2 separate regions of the Nothobranchius furzeri genome follow, and region 2 is linked to region 1. Evidence: chromatin contacts called from public Micro-C data. All regions are on one chromosome and are shown on one strand. Each heading gives the region's core, a stretch centred on a gene start, on an enhancer-like site or on the middle of the called end of the contact. The rest is flanking DNA. Distances are from core to core; before and after follow the strand shown. Region 1 holds the start of bmpr2b (bone morphogenetic protein receptor, type II b (serine/threonine kinase)). Region 2 overlaps bmpr2b (bone morphogenetic protein receptor, type II b (serine/threonine kinase)).

What was found. Hi-C and Micro-C count contacts between places; a contact is called where the count stands out from the background.
Region 2: a Micro-C map of tail fin shows a contact between it and region 1, with 10 times the contacts expected there. The contact joins the enhancer-like site here to the promoter of bmpr2b in region 1. A contact is called at or near these places in 2 of 2 Hi-C or Micro-C datasets (skeletal muscle and tail fin).

What each region holds. Positions count from the first base shown.
Region 1 is chr2:74,199,855-74,202,554 of NfurGRZ-RIMD1, forward strand. bmpr2b (bone morphogenetic protein receptor, type II b (serine/threonine kinase)) reads left to right here and starts at 1,316. Exons shown (of 13, transcript XM_070547938.1): 1 at 1,316-1,608. The coding sequence starts at 1,542.
Region 2 is chr2:74,244,913-74,247,612 of NfurGRZ-RIMD1, forward strand. It overlaps bmpr2b (bone morphogenetic protein receptor, type II b (serine/threonine kinase)), which reads left to right. Exons shown (of 13, transcript XM_070547938.1): 8 at 1,909-2,069; 9 at 2,180-2,327; 10 at 2,440-2,576. Among protein-coding and RNA genes, the nearest start is that of fam117ba, 10 kb to the right of the region's middle. Within about 2 kb of position 1,444, at least 1 of the 3 cell types and tissues checked has an H3K27ac peak or open chromatin away from gene starts, as enhancers often do. A contact at or near this core is called in tail fin, where this site is marked.

The DNA of each region.
Region 1 (2,700 bases), core at 66-2,565:
TACCAAACGTTAGCAGCCATTAATAAAATGTTCCCTGAAATTTTTTTTGAGCTGACCTTAAAGCAAATGTATTTCTCAGCGCATGGAGGAAAACTGTGGAAGATTTTGGACAAGGAGTTAAAAATAGGGGTTAAATCGGAAAAGGGTAGATTCAAATTACAATAGTTGGCACTGCAGAATTATCTCGCAGGAGACACGACAACCACACACTCACTGATGGTAAACAGTAGTTATGTCCGTCTTTACTTTGTTTTGAAAGAAGAAAAACTGACAATCCCCACAGCCAGCTGGATATGATATATGTTTCAGAATAACCTTCCTTCCTTAGACTTTTTGGGGATTTTTTTTCTCTGTGAAATTCTCTCAACGTTCTTACATACTGCACCTTTAAAAGACACTTAGTAAGCAGTATGTGTTTGAGATTTATTTGTGTTATTTGGTAAATTTAGTAAAATAAAAAGATTTAAACTTAGCTGATAGAAGAATGATCTTTAAAGAAAAAGAATGTAGGTGCGATGTAACACACAGTTACACGTTAAAATCAGAATTACCACAAGAACCAATTTGGTGTGCCACTCCTAAATTTACACTGCCCCACTCCCGGTCCATACATTTTCTATAGGCGCCACTGCATAGTACGGTCTACAAGATTTTTGGACCATTTTTTCTTAACATTTTAAAACACTCCTCAAACATAGTAAACAACAAACTTGAGAATTCCGCGAAGACCCTGAACGCAGCACGGTGTTGTGTCTGCCGTCTGCGGCACCGCGGCGCTGCACCGCCCTTCCTGGCTGCGTGGGACCGTCCACAGCAACTTGATACCGGAGACTGGTGGTCCAGACAAGCCCGTAAACGAGGCGTTCCCAGCCGCCTCCAACAGACCGATTGATGATACCCGGCCAGCACCTCTGTTCCCCGTCTCTCAGCTAAAGCCGGGGGCACGATCTCCGTGCATCGCTCGCTAGCATAGCCCTCTCTAGACGGGGAGACTTAATTCTTCCTCCTGGTAACAGCGAGCTAGAGATGAGACAGGACGAGCAGAAGTAACTGGCTAGCTTTGTTGCTAGCGTCGCTCACCAACTCGAACCAGTCGGCTAAGCTCCTGTTTTCTAAATTCCAGTTCACGGGGCCGAAAAGGTGGACATTATCACTGGGAACCATAGATATTTAAATGTTTTGGCTCGGTTTGGGCTTTTAAGCGACATTTGCCTGCTTTTTCCCAAGTTTTATCCCGCCAGACAGTCGCCCGAGGCGGCTAGCATGCTAGCTGGCAGTAATGGAGGTTGTTTGGGGGAGAGTTCCAGATGGCAGGTCCGCCAGGCGAGGTAGCTGCTCGGCTTGTCTGTCCGCTCCAAGCCGGAGCTCGAAGCAGGAGTAACGGACTCCTGCTGTCTGTCATTATCGGTCATCTCCATCTCCATTCCATGTCTGCTGCTGCCGGAGCGGTTATTGAGCTGGTGTGAGGGGAACAGCAGAGGCTCAACAAAAATAAAGGACCAAAAGAAGTCAAAGGAAGAGTCGGAGAGAAGCCAAAAGTCATGGCTGTGAGCCAAACTCTAGCTAAGTTCTTGTTCTGCCTGACCATCCTCCTGACTGCAGTTGCTGGTGAGTGGATTTAGTGTTTGTCAGTGCTTGTATTTAGTCGTTTCTTCTGGTTGTTTTCCCACCTTGTTATGCGTCTGTTTCAAATCCCTTTGAATTATGCCGTGTACCAAAGCTTGGGAAAAGCCATCCGCCCAAACAGCAGCCCTCCAGCCCGTGCCCTGGGTGCTGGAGGCTTCTGGGCCCGAGGCCAGGCTTCTGAGACCTTGAGCCTGATAAGATTTCAGCAGAGCAGCTCAGGGATGGAGGAGCACTGGAATGTGTGGGAAGATGAGATTTAGGTGATCCCAGTGCAGGAGATGGCTGGTAGACTGGCCCTATCTCGTGTGTGTGTGTGTGTGTGTGTGTGTGTGTGTGTGCGTGTGCGTGTGCGTGCGCGCGCGCTATGAGATTTCCCCATCCATACAGTTGTTATCAGAAAATGACCCCTCTAAACCAGAATCGGTGCATTACAGTCTCTCTTCCATACAGACCTGCACTGCTGTGTTAAGGTTTGTGTGCAGGAGGGTAAACAAGTCCACTGTTTTTCATTCAGCCGTTAAGTCATACAAGCGTGGCAGTGCATGGCACAGCAGTGGGCTTCTGATTTTGCCCAAGGACACGTTAGTGTGGTTGGACTGAGATCTAGATGAACACTTTGACCACAGCTATCACAGAGGTTTTTAGTGTGGGGGTGTAGGAAGTGAATTTTAGATTAACACTTAATGTTTGACTCTTAAGACATAAATATGTCTAAATGATCATCACTTAGTGGTGTAGAGAGATTCTGAATTGGGTTTCTGTGGAAACATGATCAAAATCGGATATTAACAAGCTAACACAGGACAGTTACAGAGTAGTTTTGATGTTCCAAGGCAACAAAAAATAAACAATATCATAACAGTTCATTTAAATATATATGTATATAATAAATATGTATAATAAATTAATATATTACATAATAAATGGAAATATATATATTATGTATGTGCATATATGTGTGTGTATATATATATATATATATATATATATATATATATATATATATATATATATCTGTATGTACAGCCAATTTAAAGTCAGGCACATCCATAGCTAGCCTGATGCTGCTGCAAA
Region 2 (2,700 bases), core at 194-2,693, 45 kb after region 1:
CTTCTCTTCAACTTTCTTTGATTTGTCTCAACCCCGTCCCAAATCTTTTTGTCTCGTCTGAAATCTGTCTCAAACCTGTCAGACACTTCTCAGTTTAGTTTTTGTGAGTCAAAGATGAGAAAACTACTTCAGCTAAGATTGTTGATCACTTTGTGTACATAATTAAGACACTTTCTGATTAAATTTAAACAAGAAATTTTACACAAATATCACACTGTTTGAAATTGGTCTCATGACCCAAACACATACATGCACACATACAGACTTACATTTTCAATGGTTATGATTTTACAGCATCTTTTTTTAAATCTTTTATTTCATTCACAATGTATAAAATAAACACAAACAAATACAACATACATTAACATATTGAAAAAAAAACATTTGAATGAAAAGGAGCAGATAGAAGAAAAAAATCTTATGATTTCTGCCCCTTTTTACAAAATAAAATTATCCGCCAAACAAACACAGTATAACCTCAGTCACTTTCTAATATTTTCACGTCTAATCTTTGACATTATAATTCACCTTTTCATAATTACTAAATACATTAGATTTTATACATTTTTTAAATGTAGCAAGTGTAGTTGATTCTTTAAATTCCTTGTTAATGGTATTCCACAACCTTACACCATTTACAGAAATGTTACATTCCCTCACTTTGGTTCTGAATCTAGGTTTCTTAAAGACATCAGTTCCTTTTAACATGTACCCACTTACTCTCTTATGAAACATTTTCTGAATATTAGTTGGTAGATTACTCGTATTCGCTCTGTACATTATTTGCGATATTTTCCACTCTACCAAGTCAGGAAATTTCAGTATTTTGTATCTAATGAATAATTTATTAGTGTGATCTCTATAGTTACTGTTATTAATGATTCTCAATGCTCTTTTTTGCAAAATGAACTGTTCTGTCTGTTGGGGTGAATTGAACATTTTTGTTTACATTTGAAATGAAAATATTGTCTTTAGGTTGTTTATTTGCAGAGAGCAAATGGTCAAAATAAGATGTCAGCAAGAGTGATTTGATCCACCCGTCTTCCTCTTGCTCACAAAGATATTGCAGTTGTTTCTACTTGTTTTCCTCCTGATTTAGTGTCTCCGGCAGTAAAAGACTATAGATGAAGTTTATTATTGTTTAACAAAAGCAGAGAAACTGTGAGTCCGTGATGATTCAGCAACTCTTCGTCTTTGTGACTTTGTCAGTCATATATGTGGTTGAGATCTGTTCTCTTGACTTGCGTTGGTTTGAGGTTTGGTGTACAGTTGACCTGATGTGTTAATGTTCTTCATTTTAACACTCGACACCTGAAAACTAAGTTTTTGTGTCCGGAAACATTTAAACAGTAGAGTCCAGAGCGAGCCTCCACGTGAGCTGTACATGCAGCGCCACTCGGGTCTGTTTGTCTTGTAGAGTTTGTGTTTTGACAAACAGTCAGTGCACGCCCAGCCGAGGGTATTTTTAGCCTTCCCTCGAGCGAGCCACAGAGAGGAAGCAGAGAAAGGAACATGCTACAGAGGTAAATAAAAGGTAACTTCACTCTGAGAGGTCAGGACTCTGCTGTTTCCGTCATCTGTCAACAAATGGTCGTCAGATGTTCCTGTTCTCTCTCCTCATTAGCACAGATAGTCGTCAGGCAGACTATGCAGTGAAAAGAGAGGAGAGAGAGCTCAAATCAGTGCCATGTGTAGCTAAAAAGTGACTCTGGGAGGTGAAGTGATGAGTAGATAAGAGGAAGGACTGTCTTAAAGAAATCTGCAGGATCTCTGGGGCTTTGGTATGGTAGTCTTCTCCCCCACTCCTGCACATCACATCTCCCTGGTGACTGTGTCAACCTCCTGCTGCCTCGCTGCGCCCCCTGCTGGTCACACACCTACACAATCATCTCCTCTTTGTTTTTTTAGACTTGTACAAGCCTGCCGTGTCCCACAGAGACCTGAACAGCAGGAACATTCTGGTCAAGGCCGATGGCACCTCTGCCATCATCGACTTTGGCCTGTCCATGAAACTGACAGGGAATCGTCCCACGCGTCACGGGGAGGAGGACAACGCTGCTATTAGCGAGGTGAGGAGAAAGGACTGCACCGCATCAGGGATTTTAGGATCTCTCATCACTTGTAGCCCCGAACGTTCAGTCATTTACCTTTGTTTCATCTTTTCTTCTCTCCTCTGCAGGCGGGGACGGTCCGCTACATGGCTCCGGAGGTTCTGGAAGGTGCGGTGAACCTGAGGGACTGTGAGGCAGCACTTAAGCAGGTGGACATGTACGCTCTGGGCCTGGTCTACTGGGAAATCTTCATGAGATGTACCGATCTGTTCCCTGGTGAGGAGAGTGCCCTATGGGCTACGTCTTTAAGGGTGTTCCATTCAGAACAAGCCTCATATGTGTGATCTGTGTCTAAAATCTGATCCGCCCTGTCTCCATTGGTCTGTAGGAGAGTCGGTGCCAGATTACCAGATGGCCTTTCAGGTCGAGGCAGGAAACCACCCGACGTTTGAGGACATGCAGGTCCTGGTGTCCCGGGAGAAGCAGCGGCCCAAATTCCCTGAAGCCTGGAAGGAGAACAGCCTGGTACGTGTTTGATAGGAACAGAGCCACAGTCGCATGAATCTGGGATTTAATCAAAGCGTCCGACTCACAATAGGAGGAATAGATCTTTCCTGTTTGCTTTTAAACTAATTAGAGGATTTTTTGA